4 separate regions of the Mus musculus genome follow, and regions 2, 3 and 4 are each linked to region 1. Evidence: chromatin contacts called from public promoter capture Hi-C data. All regions are on one chromosome and are shown on one strand. The core of a region is the stretch at or near the end of the contact, and the rest is flanking DNA. Distances in the headings are between cores, read along the strand shown.

Region 1 (3,686 bases), core at 556-3,055:
CTCTCTGCTGGGTGCTGGGGTTCAAACTCTAGACCTAACCCATGCTAAACAAACACTCTACAAACTGATTTAAATCCCCAGGTCCTAGTTTAACTTTTCATTCATTCAACAAACACTAAACAACTATTATGCAAGGTGAGACAGTTAAATGTCAACTATGAGCCAGGACATGGAGATGCATTTTCAGGCTTGTAAATCTCAACACCCACTCTGGGTCCGCAATGGGGTAACCACTACTACTTAATTTAAGAGTAGAGGAAGTGTTTTGGATGTTTCATCATATCAACTAAGGGATTCATTTTTCAACATTTATATAAAGGTGAAATTTTACTAGAGGTATTATTGGGGCCAGTGAGGTGGAAACACATGGGTAAAAGCACTTGTCACAAGCATCAAGATCTAAATTCAAGCCGGGTGGCCCATGCCTTTGATCCCAGCACTTGGGAGGCAGAGGCAGGCTGATTTCTGAGTTCGAGGCCAGCCTGGTCTACAAAGTGAGTTCCAGGACAGCCAGGGCTATACAGAGAAACCCTGTCTCTGAAAAAAAAAAAAGTATCTAAGTTCAATTCCTGGACCAGTATGGTGTTCGAGGAGAATTGATTTGCTTAAGTGGACATGAAAACAGGAGTTGTGTGTACCCCTCCAAAGTAAATAGTTGTAATTCTTTTTAAAGTGTCAACAAAGGGTTAATTCACGACTTTTGTAAAACAACTGACTCAGCAGAATTTGCATTCTAAAGTACGGGAAACACACTTTTCCCAAAAAAATTAACATTGCAAAAAATATATATATGATAAAAACTAAGCTCTCGCCAGGTGTGGTGGCGCATGCCTTTAATCCCAGCACTTGGGAGGCAGAGGCAGGAGGATTTCTGAGTTCGAGGCCAGCCTGGTCTACAAAGTGAGTTCCAGGACAGCCAGGGCTACGAAAAACAAAACAAACAAACAAAAAAACCTAACTCTCGCTTGTACTCACATCCTTACACACCACCTAAAGTACAATGAAGTGGAAAACCAACACTTTTAATAGTTCTATATCAATTGTACAATACAAGGTTTAAACCTACATGAATCCACAAGGCCAGTCATCCAAGGTCCCCTACTAATCCACATAGGGTAGCAAGCCCTTAGTTACCTAGACGCTCAACAACTGGTCTCTAAACAAAACTTCAAGATACTTTTATTAGGATGGGCTCTTTGTTCACACACCTAAGGCAGCTAACAAAAGAACAGAAACACACGCTCTGCGACTCTGTCCAGTTCCACCTCTCCTGCACATAAGAGAGAGTGAGATGGGGCTTCCCACGCGAGTACGTGGGCCCCAGAGAGCCAGCAGCTGGGGCCAGGTCGCCGCGTGCCTAGTCGCCCGCGGGGGCGTGGCAAGCGCCGAGCCGGCCTTTGTTGTCCCTCGTGGCGCGCGGAGGGGGGGGGGGAGGGGCGGCCCCAGACATGCGAAGCGGGCAGCCACCATCAGCCCCCGTCGCGTGGCTCCTCGGTCCCCACGGGCGCGCGCGAACCCACCTTCTTGTAGTGCTTGCCCAGCCAGACTCGCACCGAATCTAGCTGGGACACCGTGTCCGGGCTCTCCCAAAACTTGCTGGCCGGGCCCCCGTCCTTCCTCCGGTACACGGCCAGCCCGGAGGCCGCCGCCGCACCCCCTGCACCCACGGCGCCTGCTGCTGCTCCCGGACCGCCACCCGCTGTCGCGGCCATAGTCACCGTCCGTCGTGTCTACCGCCCGGCCTAGCCTGGCCCTCGCGGCGTTTCCCGTTCGCACCCGCGCGCGCGCGCGCAGATGCCACCTCCTCCTCCTCCTCCTAGCCCCGCCCAGCCAACCCTCTTCCGGCGCCGAGGCGCGGCCACGCCCCTTCTGGACCCTAAAGCTGCAACGAACAGGCACTGAGAGCGGGCGTACGCATGCGCAGCACGCCGGTAGTCCCCTACGGACTGAGGCTGCCCGCCTTTTCCTCTGGTCTCTCGGAACTGAGCCTCAGCCTCTGCTGTTGGTAGACACTACGAATGACTCTTCCGGGCCCCGTTTGTCTATTCGTTAGGCGGTCAACAATCTCAAGGAGGTTCTGTATCTCTACTAGAAAAAGCGGTCTAGGGTGTGCAGTGCGAGCCGAGCCCCACCCCACCCCACCCCCCCGCGTACCCGCCCCCGAGCGCTAGTAAGCAATTCCTGCTAGTCCCGGAGGCCGCGTCGGTTTGGGGACCTGCATTAAAGACCTAGTCTTTCTTGGGGCTTCATTAATGTTTCTCGAACCACATCAGATGGTTTCTGCTTAGTCGGCCTAGCTCCAGCTACTTCTGCGACCTGGACATTATCTTCCTTTGTGATTCGCACTCTCTCAAATTCATCACTTTAAAAGTATTCCAGAAAACCAGTCCCTGAGTGAACAAGTGATCACAATTACCCAACGGTTTTTTTTGTAGCTCTCTCTTCAACCTGGTGTTTTTATCATCCGCGTTGGGAACTGGACGCTTTATCTACATTTGAAGGCTATATGAAGGCTGAAAGTTTACATTGTAAACAATGTATTGGCTGTATTGGAAACGTGAACATGATATGTTCACGAAGCTCCAAGTGAGGAGGTGTGATGAGTTTATAGACCTTAAAAAAAAATGGAGATAGCCTAGAAGATGTAGTGTGCACGCCTTTAATCCCATAAGGTAGAAGCAGGAGGTTTTCTGAGTTCCAGGCCTGCCTGATGTACATAGAGCTTGAAAGCCAGGACAACCAGGGCTACAGGAAACCCTCCCTGCCTGAACAAACAAAAGAGACTAGTTGTCTCAGGTTATGTATTTGGCTCAGTTCTTAAAAAGCTTGGCAACCTGAGTTGGAACCCCAGAATTCTCATAAAAGTAGAAGGTGAAATTCTTCACGAAGTTACACCCTGACTGTGTACTGTGGCACACATACATCACCCATACCTAATTCTGGGTGGTAGTAATCCTAGCACTCAGGAGGTCGCTGACTTTTAGGCCAGCTTGTTACCATAGTGAGTTCCAAGACTACATACAGAGACCCTGTCTCAACAACAAAATGGAGCAGGGCAGTGAAATGGCTCAGCGGGTAATGCCAATAGTGACGACCTAAATTCAATTCTGGAACTGGAACAATGGAAGGAGAGAACCAACCAACTAACTTGTCCTCTGACTTCTACAGGCAGCCTGGAATGACATGCTTGTCATGGCACATTCACACCCACAGACATAAGCAACATAAAGTAAATGCATAAATGTAATTTAAAAGTTCTTTTAAAGCCGGGCGTGGTGGCACATGCCTTTAATCCCCAGCACTCCAGAGGCAGAGGCAGGCCAATTTCTGAGTTCGAGGCCAGCCTGGTCTACAGAGTGAGTTCCAGGACAGCCAGGGCTATATAGAGAAACCCTGTCTCGAAAAAAAAAAAAACAAAAAACTTTTAAGGACCTGGAGAGATGGCTTAATGGTTAAGAGCACTGACTGCTCTTCTGAAGGTCCTGGTTTCAAATCCCAGCAGCCACAAGGAGGCTCACAACCACCCTTAATGAGATCTGACGCCCTCTTCTGATGTGTCTGAAGACAGACAGCTACAGTGTATTTACATTTAATAATAAATATTTTTTAAGTTCTTTTAAAAAGAAAAATGGCAGGAGGCAGAGGCCGGCAGATTTCTGAATTCCAGGCCAGCCTGGTCTACAAAG
Region 2 (3,686 bases), core at 693-3,192, 1.1 Mb before region 1:
ATATAGCTGAGGCTGGTCTTAAGCTCCTGATATTCCTGCCTTTACCTCCAAACTACTGGGAGTAAGGGTCTGCACTACCATACCCACTTTCTTAAATGTTGAAAATTATAAAAGCCAAGCTAGATGCAATGGTATATGCCTATGATCCCAGTACTTGAGAGGCTGAGACAGGAGGATCTAAAGTTTGAAACCAGCCAGATCTACATAGCGAGTCCAGCCTGGCTACAAAGAGAAAGAGAGAAGGATAGATTATATGAGCCAGGAAAGTGCGGCTCTGACCAAGTAATCTCTGAGTCTGAAGCATGCTCCTTTCTAGTTCCTGTGTTTTTGAGATGGGACTGAGCTGCTCTGCTGATCTCAAACTCCAAGGTTCCAGTGATCCTCTTGCCTCAGCCACCCGGGCAGAGCCATGCTTCATTCAGTGAGCTGAAGCTGCCTCTGGTGTTCAGATGATGTTGCACAGACCCTGGAGCAATTTTAAATTCATATTTTAAAAAATATAATTGTTTCTATGAAGCTGTTTTGAGAGATCCCGTTGTTTTTTTCTGAAGGCACATTTTTTAATTCCTTGGCAGATATATCACTGAGAATATATTACCCTTTAAGTCTGTAATACTCTCTAGAGGCCCATGCACTGAAAGCTTCGTCCATGGTTGGTTGTTATTAGAAAATTATTTAAGATAAGTGTAGGACCTAGTAGATGGTATCCAGGTTATAAGATGTGCCCTTTAAGGGAACAGTGAACCCCTTCTTGTTCTCTTTGGCCTCTGAATGTGAAGTGTGAGTGGCTTTGGTCTCCATGAACTTCACACCACAATGAGTTTCTTCAACACAGGACCAAAAGCATCAGCAACTATTGATCATTAAGTGGGTCATCTAAAACCACGAGCTAATAGAAGCCTGTTGACTATAAGTTGATCATCTCGTGTGCTATGGTAATGAAAACTGCCCGGCACAGTCCCTGTGGTAGCAGCATGAACTATACAGTTACTGTCAACAGAGGAAGTTTGGTGTGACTCCTTTTAACATATGCTTTCCCTTATTCTAATGATTACCTTGTGGATTAGATTTTATCTCTTTCTTAAACAGCATCAGATTGCTCATTGTTGCCACGTTAATATAGGTTGGAAGAGGCAAGTTCGATAACCTTTGCCTTGATGAAGCAACAGTGAAGTTTTCTTTCATCTGGTTCCCTTCCTCCCTAGGCATTGGCAAGCATAAGCCATGTGGCCCATGTCACTATTACAACCAAAACAGCTGATGGGAAATGTGCGTACAGGTATGTGATAATGACTTCTGTGTCCACCCTAAACATATGTGTTACTCCCCTTGACCCCCGCTAGGATACTGATTTTCCTTCCATTCCTATGGATAAAATACTCATCCACAGGGATGATCATGAGGTGGAACTCTCTTACCTCATGGCTTCTTTTTAAGATTTAAATTAGCATATTTTATGTGTATGGCTATTTTGACTGCATTCACGTCTGTGTACCATGTGTATGGCTGGTACCCTGAGAGGCCTGAAGAAGGTATGGGCTCTACTGGGACAGGAGTTACATATGATTGCAAACTGTGAGCACAACATGTAGGTCCTGGGAATAGAATACAGGTTCTCTGGAAGTTTCTAGGTAATGAGATATTCTCATTTCCTGTTCCTTCTCTCTTTGGCCTCTTTGATCTGCTGGAATGATCTGCTGGAAGAATAGCCAGTGCTTTTAACAGCTGAGCCATCTCCAGCCCCACTGGATGGCTTCCTAAAAGATGAGTTGTAACACATTACAAGTACCCAGGAAGGTATCCATTGCACTTAGGATTTTAAGCACACAGTAGTTGCTCATGTTATTTCTGCCCTTTGCCCTTTGGTGAGGGGCAGCACTTTGGGCTGATTACAGGTCTCTGGCTGGTGTGCTGGCTCCCGAGCTTCTGGCACTCTTCTCCTTGGGCCTGTGTGAGCTGGCTTGCTTTCCAGGAAATAGCTGCTGCCTGGTGTTGTGCTGGCAGTTTCCAGAGGCTTGGAAATGGTCCTGAGACAGAACAAACATGGGATTCAAGAAATCACAGTCATGCTTTTGTTTCTGTAAGCACTGGCTTGCACTGGCTGAAACCTTTAGTCATCCCTAATGAATGCAGAAAGAAAGAAAAGCCTGCAGGTTGTCTGTAAATTAAATCAGGACAATTCTGTGCCCTCAGTCTCCTGAAGACTAATGTGTGCTGTAACAGAAGAGAGAGTGCTTCAGAGTGAGCAGTGCTGGGTTAGGGGTCTTGATTTGGGGTGTGAATTCTGGGTGGTCTGATTGAGTAAAAACCAGAGGGACAATTGTGAGTTAAGTGTTTTGTAGGTAGCCTGAGCTGGGAGTCCTGTTTCAAGACATCTGTGTTTTGTTGGGTTTTTTGGTTGTTTTTGTTTTTGTTTTTTGTTATGCCACACCTGGGGCTTCTAGTGACTGACTCCCTTCTGTGGCAGGATAAAATTCAAAGGTTTGTTTCATCTTGTCACCCGATGCCTTCCTGTGCTGGATAGTTTTATGACATGCTAAAATCATTTAAGAAGAGGGAACCTTAATTTAAAAAATGCTTCCCTAAGATCTGGCTGTAAGACATTTTCTTAATCAGTGATTAATGGGTGAGGTGCCCAGCCCATTGTGGGTGGCGCCATCCCTGGCTGGGTTCTATAAGAAAGCAAGCTGAGCAAGCATGGGAGCAGCGCCCTCCATGGCCTCAGCATCAGCTCCTGCCTCCAGGTTTCCATCCTGCTTGAGATCCTGTCCCGACTTGGTGTGGAAGTATAAGCCAAATAAGCCCGCTTCTCCCCAAATTGCTTTGGTCCTGGTGTTTTGTTACAATAATAGTAACACTAAGACACTTCCAAATGTCCTGACACACTTTTCAGCCCTTCTCTCCACATATTACCAAAGTGCCGCGTGTTCCAAAGCTCCTTGCTCTCTGACTTACGAGGATTTTTTCTATTCACCTGAAACTATTTCTCTTTAAAGCTTGGATGAGTTTTGTTCTTTTCACTGATGCTACCACCTCCACAGTCACCTACCCAGGCTAAAGGGTCTTACTAGATCCCTTAACACATTAATCTACATTGAATAAAAGACTGTCCCTGGGGCTGATCAGGAGCTATTTTTCCGTGGGATATTGAGCTTTGTTTTGTTTTTGAGACAGAAAGCTCTGGCTGCCTGGAACTTGCAATGAGTTCCTCCTTTTGCCTCCAGAGAGCTGGGGTTACAGGTTACCCTACTGCTGCTGGCTAAGGCTGGGGTTACAGGTTACCCTACTGCTTCTGGCTAAGGCTGGGGTTACAGTTTACCCCACTGCTGCTGGCTAAGGCTGGGGTTACAGGTTACCCTACTGCTGCTGGCTAAGGCCTTTCTTTATTACCAGGACCTTAGCAGGCAAATGGTGGTGGAATTTATAGCTACCTTAAGCAATGGCAAAGCTGTTGGTTAGTAACTCAGAATTTAATAGCTCAGGCAAGATTTGTTGTAATAGGGCTTTAAAATAAAATCTAATTAACAGTATATAATATGGCTGTGTTATAATGTATGATTGATATAATTTTCATTTTTGAAGTGTGGAAATATGGACAGAATCCTGGTAACAGACACAATTATGAAAGAGACTAGAAAGTTCATTGTTTTACTGGTTCTCTCATGGATAAGTGCATAAAATATATT
Region 3 (3,686 bases), core at 836-3,335, 1.1 Mb after region 1:
TTCAAGGCCAGCCTGGTCTACAGAGTGAGTTCCAGGACAGCCAGGGCTATAAAGAGAAACCCTGTCTCGAAAAACCAAAAATTTAAAAAAGAAAAGAAAAGGGGGTCCCTGAGTGAGGCCTGCATCCTTTTCAGAAGGCTGCCTTCTCCTGAGGCTGTACATGTACATCACATCAAGGCCTGACAGAACGGCCTCAGAGACACAGTGGCTTCAGCTGGAACAAGAGGTAAGACTCAGACACTGCTCACCCTTCACTCCCACCCCCCGAGAGCCCAGAGTCTCCTTCCCTTGTGGGAAAGTGGGAGCTACAATTCCTTTTTTGCCAGTTTGTCAAACAGCAACGGGTAAAATGTAGGGGTTCCTCACAGGGATTCAATACAAGCACATCCTGGGTTATAGTGGTGCTCAGCAGAGCTGCCTGGGCTTTGGGGGCCCCGATCCTGGTCCTGGAAGCAGTAAGCTGTTGGTGAGATTCAAGTCTGAAAGCCTGAGACTACCACTACTTGTACCCCACTTGTGCAGGCAAGCAGTTGTAGACGTAGCTAGAGCACCTTAGAAATGCCCGCCAAAGCCCTGTGACAACCGTCTGTTCTACATGGGATGGGTACTATCTCTTCTTGTTCCAGGTAGTATGGCTCTTGGCCAAGCTGAGTGTACAGAGCCCTGCCCCCGCTGGCATTGGTTCTGACTGTCACTGCAATGTAGAGGTGAGTGGCCAGAGACCAGCATCATGGATGCTCAGTTAGTTAAGAGCAATCCTGTTGATCTTGAAGTGGTGAGGTGAGTAAGTCTCTGGACCTCAGGCTGTGCCCTCTCACCCTAGGCAGTCAGAGCGCTCACTGTGATGTTGCACAGGCAATGGCTGACGGTGCGGCGGGCAGGAGGTCCAAGGACCCACCAGCAGAAGCAGACGATACGCTGTCTGCGGGACACTGTGCTGCTGCTGCATAGCCTATCTCAGAAGGACAAGCTCTTCACTGTGCACTGTGTCGAGGTCCTGCATCAGTACGACCAGGTGATGCCAGGGGTCAGCATGCTGATTCGAGCCCTTCCTGATGTGACTGACTGTGAAGGTAAGCTAGCACGACACTGTCCTAGCCTTCGTGTGCCTCTGTCAGACTCCTTTCCATGAGTCTCCCCTTGCCTCCAGAGCCATTCCTGGCACATGGGTATTACCTTCCTGCTCTGGGTCTTTGAGTATGACAGGTTCCCATTTGATGGTGTCTATTGAATTGGCCTCGCTGAGCCATGGTTTTCCACAAAGATCTGTCCGAATTGCCTTTGTGTCACTTTTGCTCACAGTCGCTGAGGGAGCAAAGCCTGTGCATAGAAGGGACTGGTTGGTTCCTGTGACGCTAGGGAGCATGGGGGCCTCCAAGCCCCCACGCTGTCGAGTTAACCTCAGACCCCTCTTCCTTTTGGCTCAGAGGCTGCCCTGGATGACCTCTGTGCTGCGGAGACTGATTTGGAAGACTCTGAGATGGACTGTAACTGAGGGCCTGAGCATCCAGCCACAAGGTGGCGCCAGCTCCCACCGCCGTCTTTGCCATATCCACTGATTAAAACTGCACTTCCTGCTGAGAACACAAGCTTTGTTTCCTGAGTCCGATTTGTGTGGCTGAGAGGGAGGGACAGGGCAGACCAAGAATTGATGAGATGACTCCTGCTGGAGTTGAGATGGCCCCCATGGTAACTGATCTGCCCTGAGGAAAAACCCTGCCCCTCTTCGGGAATTACCCTGAGTCATAGCTTTGGGCGGGGGCCGTGGTGGGGGCAGGGGTACGTTTGTGGCCAAGGAGGCAGCCCTTTTTAGGAAGGCCTGGATCAAGGACTGGGGGAAAGACAAGAAAAGGCAGAGGCTCACGGGCACATTTGAATCCTAGAGACAACCCAGTTTGAGTTGTCAGTGTTGGGGCAGTAGTCCATTTTACCAGCCAGCAGGATCACAGATATGGATCTAGGAAGGCCTTTGGGGTGCTTGGGGAGGGAGGGAGGAGCGTCAGCACGAGGGCCAGGCCTGGCAGGCTAACAGCAGGGCGGGCCCTGTTCAGGAGGCAGGCCTATGGGTGGACCCAGGCAGTTTTACTTCCTCAGCCACACTGCTGCCAGCAGCAGACCCAGCGGAGTGCCTTGCTGCCTGCTTCTCGGTAAGTGTGGAGTAAGGGTATGGGGTAAGGCAGAAGAGAATAGGGTTCCCTCACCCTGAAGGTAGTCAGCACTAGGGGAAGGGCCTCCCTCAAAAGGCAAATAAGTAGTGGATCCATCCCACTAGAACAACCCTGCCCTCCAGCTTCTAGTGGCCCTGGATAGTACCTGCTGAAGGGAAGGGCTGAGCTGCCTTTCTGCACCCCACCTCAGCCCACTTGAGACCTTCCTGCTGCTACTCATTACCCCATCTCCTCCCCAGGTTCAGCATGGGCTCACAGACCCTGCCCCATGGTCACATGCAGACCCTCATCTTCTTAGACCTGGAAGCCACTGGCCTGCCTTCGTCTCGGCCCGAAGTCACAGAGCTGTGCCTGCTGGCTGTCCACAGACGTGCTCTGGAGAACACTTCCATTTCTCAGGGACATCCACCTCCAGTGCCCAGACCGCCCCGTGTGGTGGACAAGCTCTCTCTGTGCATTGCTCCAGGGAAAGCCTGTAGCCCTGGGGCCAGTGAGATCACAGGTCTGAGCAAAGCTGAGCTGGAAGTACAGGGGCGTCAACGCTTCGATGACAACCTGGCCATCCTGCTCCGAGCCTTCCTGCAGCGCCAGCCACAGCCTTGCTGCCTTGTGGCACACAACGGTGACCGCTATGACTTTCCTCTGCTCCAGACAGAGCTTGCTAGGCTGAGCACTCCCAGTCCCCTAGATGGTACCTTCTGTGTGGACAGCATCGCTGCCCTAAAGGCCTTGGAACAAGCTAGCAGCCCCTCAGGGAATGGTTCGAGGAAAAGCTACAGCCTGGGCAGCATCTACACCCGCCTGTACTGGCAAGCACCGACAGACTCACATACTGCTGAAGGTGATGTTCTAACCCTGCTCAGCATCTGTCAGTGGAAGCCACAGGCCCTACTGCAGTGGGTGGACGAACATGCCCGGCCCTTTAGCACCGTCAAGCCCATGTACGGCACTCCGGCTACCACTGGAACAACCAACCTAAGGCCACATGCTGCCACAGCTACTACACCCCTGGCCACAGCCAATGGAAGTCCCAGCAATGGCAGGAGCAGGCGACCTAAGAGTCCTCCTCCAGAGAAGGTCCCAGAAGCCCCATCACAGGAGGGGCTGCTGGCCCCACTGAGCCTGCTGACCCTCCTGACCTTGGCAATAGCCACTCTGTATGGACTCTTCCTGGCCTCACCTGGGCAGTAAGTCAAGAGGGGAAATATGATGAATAAAGACTTCCATAGCACTGACTGCTTGCCGCCTCTGCTTCTCAGCCTGGGCCTCTGGCCATGCTCAGGCCCTAGGGATGAGGTACAGTCCCTCTCTCCTGCTCTCTTAGCAGGACAATCAAACCTGTTAGGCTAATTAACAGAGGGAAGAAACAAGTTCAAGAAGTAGACAGAAATAGTTTTTGGTGTAGAGCCAAGGCCAGCTGCCTAGGCGCTGAAGAAAGGGGAAGCGGGTCCAATGTTGCATTTATTAGAAATGAGGGTGCGGAGTCTGAATGCTCAGAAACACCAATCAACACAAAGC
Region 4 (3,686 bases), core at 630-3,129, 1.0 Mb after region 1:
AGCAGACACACAGATACATGCGTAAAAATTAAAAATATATTAACAAAACAAACAAGAAACCCCACAGGGCTAGGCTAAGTGGTACAGTATCGGGGAGCCCTGGGCTTGATCCCAGCATTGGGAGGAAAGTGAAAAGACTCCGCCTGCTCCATAAGGTGCTCAGACCTGCAATCCCTACACTTGGGAGGCTGGGCAGGAAGACGTCTACAGCGTGAGTCTCTATTTCAAACCCAGAAAGAGTGGGAGGAAATGCTTCCATAGTTGGTTGTAGTAATATTTGTATAATCTTTGATGTATTAGAATCACTGAATTATATAAATTAAATAGCTAAGCTATATAGTAAGCTTTATATCAGTAAACCTGTTATTAAAAAAAATAATAACTGGGCTGGAGAGATGGTTCAGAGGCTAAGAGGGCATATAAATTAGTTTGACTCCTAGCACTTAGCCACACTAGGCAAGTCACAACTACCTGTAACTCCTGCTCTGGGGTACCCGATGGCTCTGGCCTCTGGGGTCTTTCTTTCACTCTCTCATATACACATACATTCACACACTCATAACTAGATTTTTCCCTCAAAAACTGGGCATATAGTTCAATTATACAGCACTTACCTAACATGAGTGAGGCCCTAGGTTCAAGCCTTTATTGCACACATTCATTCAAGCAAGCAAACACACACACACACACACACACACACACACACACACCCCTCCGTCACTTCTTCAGCTGAAGCATCTCTTCAGGATTTTATATTATCTAACTGTATCACTGCTTGAAACGTAATAGTAATCCATCTTTCCTGCTACTGTGGTTAATGGGAACTCAGGTACAAATGCTAGGCTGACAAACTCACATCACCCTAATTAATCCCTCTTGTTTTCTCTCCTAACTCAAATCCAATCTATTAGCAAAATCCTGCTGACTTTCTAAGCCTAGGAGTCTCCCCAACCCCCATCTCTGTCAGGTATACAAAGTGGTCTCGCTGGCTAGCATGCCATGGCTGGACTACCCCTCACTCATCTCCATTCCATCTCAACAGCCTTCAACAGTCCCGCAGTTTCTTCAGGGCAAAAGTCAACGCCTTCTCCACAGCTTCAGGGGATCTGACTCTCATTGTCTCTCCATTTTCGACTGCTTTCTCACTCCTTCCAATCATATGAAGGACTGGAACACACAAGGCCGTCTTCCACTCAGGGCCTTGGCACTGCCTAGCTCTTCCCTGTTCACAGTTGTCTCCCTGGCCTTCCTAAAGTCCTGCTCAGAGAGCCCCTGGAGAAGTCTTTTTTAACTACCCTAGCAAAAATGACATCCCACCAAGGGAGCATTCCTTAACCACTTTCTCTGCTTTTTTTTTTTTTCCTCCCCACACAGGTCACATAAGGTGTGATGCGTATTTTACTTATTTGCTCTGCGGTAGGTTTGTCTTGCTACAATGTCAGCGTTCCTCAAGCCTCAGTCCAGAATACAATGTATCTATACAAAGTACATACTCAAAAAAACGAACTAGAAGAAAGAATTTGCAAACACTTGCACTCATTGTTTCAATAAGTCCGAACTTTTTCCCGCGGCTTCTGAAGCTGAGGACTGGGTGATAATTGGCCACTACCCACTTCTGCCATCTCCTATCCCATCTCGTGCCCGCCACTTGAGCTTTCCTCGGTTCCGGAAAGGCACTTGCATGTACCCTCCCCTCCACCTGCAATGCTTTCTTTCTGTGCCGGATTACAAGCTTTATAGGCAGACACCATCCCCCACTCCCACGGTTTCGGATAAACCCAGGCAGAAGGAGCCTTCCGCCCCGTACCTGAATTGCCTAAGCCTATTAGGCTCCAGCAGAAAGCCCCGCGTCTGCCACTCAATTGACCCCTGACCGGTCAGCACCCGCCCCTGAAGGCATCCTTTAAAATACGTGAGGGTGACTTCCTGCCTAGCAGCCAATCAGGGGCCACGCATAGGTGCGGCATAAGCGAAGGCTGTAAGTCCTGTTTCCGGCATACGATCAGGGGCTGGTGAAGGGGCTGGAGGCGCCATGTCGGGCCGGGAAGGTAAGGCTATTTGGAGATCGGGGGTGGGACGGATGGATGGGGAACCATGGGAGGGCGATCGATGGCGGGGATGGGCCGAGCATGCTCGTGTCGCCCACAGGTGGCAAAAAGAAGCCCCTGAAACAGCCCAAGAAGCAGGCCAAGGAGATGGACGAGGTGAGGACGGGAGCGGAGGCCGGGCGGGCGCTGAGGGTATGGGCGACTGGACTGGAGTGAACCTGCTTTGCCTCTCTGCAGGAAGATAAGGCTTTCAAGCAGAAACAAAAGGAGGAACAGAAGAAACTCGAAGAGCTAAAAGCCAAGGCCGCCGGGAAGGGCCCCCTGGGTAAGTGAAGATCGAGCTATTGTAGGTATACTAGGGCAGGACAGGTCTGTTCCGGGGGTCGTTGGTGAACTACTGGGTCTGGTGTACACTCTGGCCAAGCCCCCTGCCTTGGGTTTGTGCAGTTCGAAGAGGGCGGGAGTGGAAACGTTGCCTCTCAAGACAGTCATGGGCTTCCAGTTCATGGAGAAGCTACAGAAGTGGAAACACCAACATGTACGCCGCACAGACACATATAGCTAAGTTTCTGAGTATCCTCCTGTTTCTGGTTACAAACTAGCAATTCACTTTATAGGTTGTTAACCTTAGAACATAGGACTTTTTTTACTTGCTGGTCGTGTTATCAGTAATGATACTGAGTCGTGCTATCTAGACTAGAGGATAAAAGTCCAGGCTCCTTAGCATGTATTTCGCTCTGGGTACTATTTTGTTTTGTGGCTATGCTGGGGAGCACACTCATTTGTGCAAAGCAAACCCTCCCTCTTGAGCTGTAGCCTACGCTCCATGCTCTCTCTGTGCCTTGCCCACGATTTTTTCTCTTGAGAGTGAATCACAGGTCCAGGAGTCCTAATATCTCATTAAGAAAAGTTTTAATTTTTGTATTTAAGCATATAGGTGTTTTTTATGCATGCATATCTGTGTACCATGTGTGTGCAGTGCCCTGGAAGACCAGACAAAGGTCTCCTGGGACTGTAGTTACAGACAGTTGTGAACTGGGAATTGAACCCAGATCCCCTGGAAGAGCAGCCAGTACTCTTAAATGCTGAGCCATCTCTCTAACCTTTGTTGTTGTTTTTTAAATTGATAGACAAGTTCTCTACCATTTGGGCAGTGGTGGCTCACATCTTTAATCCCAGCACTTGGGAGGCAGAGGCAGGGGGATTTCTGAGTTCGAGGACAGCCAGGGCTACACAGAGAAACCCTGCCAAAAAAAAGTTTCTGAGGCTGGCCTTGAATTTTAGATTCTCCTGCCTTCACCTAGATAGCCAAGATTAGAGTCTGTGCAACCAGCCTGACTTTGTGTGCATTGTAAAAGCACTATTTTGCATTTTCTAACTAGCAATTATTTCTGCCTGTTATCAGTGTCACATAGATACTGGAACTGTCACCCCAAGACCTATTGCATTGGGTTCGATCTGTTGTTTATCCACATAGCAATGTAATTGTAGCTGTTGTGATTGCTTTTTAAAATGAGGTCAGTTATCTGGCACCTTTAATCTGCGATTATGTATAAGGAGGTCAGACCTTGGTTAAATCCTGTACAGACAAAGTGTTTATAATCTGCAAATCCAAAGTGTCCCAGATCTGAGAGCTAA

Evidence for each region. Promoter capture Hi-C pulls out the DNA fragments that hold promoters and counts their contacts.
Region 2: a contact with region 1 is called in a promoter capture Hi-C map of liver, with 4 times the contacts expected there. The contact joins the enhancer-like site here to the promoter of Smarcc1 in region 1. A contact is called at or near these places in 3 of 39 promoter capture datasets (liver and pre-B cells) and 2 of 9 other capture datasets (adipose tissue and macrophages).
Region 3: a contact with region 1 is called in a promoter capture Hi-C map of pre-B cells, with 5 times the contacts expected there. The contact joins the promoter of Trex1 here to the promoter of Smarcc1 in region 1. A contact is called at or near these places in 10 of 39 promoter capture datasets (the 3T3-L1 cell line, the C10 cell line, the HPC-7 cell line and 5 more) and 3 of 115 datasets of contacts at active chromatin or transcription factors (bone marrow-derived dendritic cells, extraembryonic endoderm stem cells and kidney).
Region 4: a contact with region 1 is called in a promoter capture Hi-C map of pre-B cells, with 4 times the contacts expected there. The contact joins the promoter of Ccdc51 here to the promoter of Smarcc1 in region 1. A contact is called at or near these places in 10 of 39 promoter capture datasets (the 3T3-L1 cell line, the C10 cell line, the HPC-7 cell line and 6 more), 3 of 115 datasets of contacts at active chromatin or transcription factors (astrocytes, embryonic limb bud and stem cell-derived neural progenitor cells) and 1 of 9 other capture datasets (embryonic stem cells).

The regions. Positions count from the first base shown.
Region 1 is chr9:110,130,143-110,133,828 of GRCm38.p6, reverse strand. Smarcc1 (SWI/SNF related, matrix associated, actin dependent regulator of chromatin, subfamily c, member 1) reads right to left here and starts at 1,805. Exons shown (of 28, transcript NM_009211.2): 1 at 1,521-1,805. The coding sequence starts at 1,712.
Region 2 is chr9:111,259,072-111,262,757 of GRCm38.p6, reverse strand. Mlh1 (mutL homolog 1) reads left to right here. Exons shown (of 19, transcript NM_026810.2): 4 at 1,206-1,279. Among named protein-coding and RNA genes, the nearest start is that of Mlh1, 11 kb to the left of the region's middle. Within about 2 kb of position 1,942, at least 80 of the 459 cell types and tissues checked have an H3K27ac peak or open chromatin away from gene starts, as enhancers often do. A contact at or near this core is called in adipose tissue and liver, where this site is marked.
Region 3 is chr9:109,057,650-109,061,335 of GRCm38.p6, reverse strand. Trex1 (three prime repair exonuclease 1) reads left to right here and starts at 2,085. Exons shown (of 2, transcript NM_001012236.1): 1 at 2,085-2,147; 2 at 2,408-3,404. The coding sequence starts at 2,415. The coding sequence ends at 3,359. Atrip (ATR interacting protein) reads left to right here. Exons shown (of 13, transcript NM_172774.3): 10 at 135-226; 11 at 627-707; 12 at 824-1,073; 13 at 1,428-1,589. The coding sequence ends at 1,495. Atrip-trex1 (Atrip-Trex1 readthrough) reads left to right here. Exons shown (of 14, transcript NR_153412.1): 10 at 135-226; 11 at 627-707; 12 at 824-1,073; 13 at 1,428-2,147; 14 at 2,408-3,403. It overlaps Shisa5 (shisa family member 5), which reads right to left. Exons shown (of 6, transcript NM_025858.3): 6 at 3,544-3,686.
Region 4 is chr9:109,080,689-109,084,374 of GRCm38.p6, reverse strand. It overlaps Ccdc51 (coiled-coil domain containing 51), which reads right to left and starts at 1,879. Exons shown (of 4, transcript NM_025689.4): 1 at 1,808-1,879. It overlaps Tma7 (translational machinery associated 7), which reads left to right and starts at 1,994. Exons shown (of 4, transcript NM_183250.2): 1 at 1,994-2,048; 2 at 2,149-2,204; 3 at 2,286-2,373. The coding sequence starts at 2,033.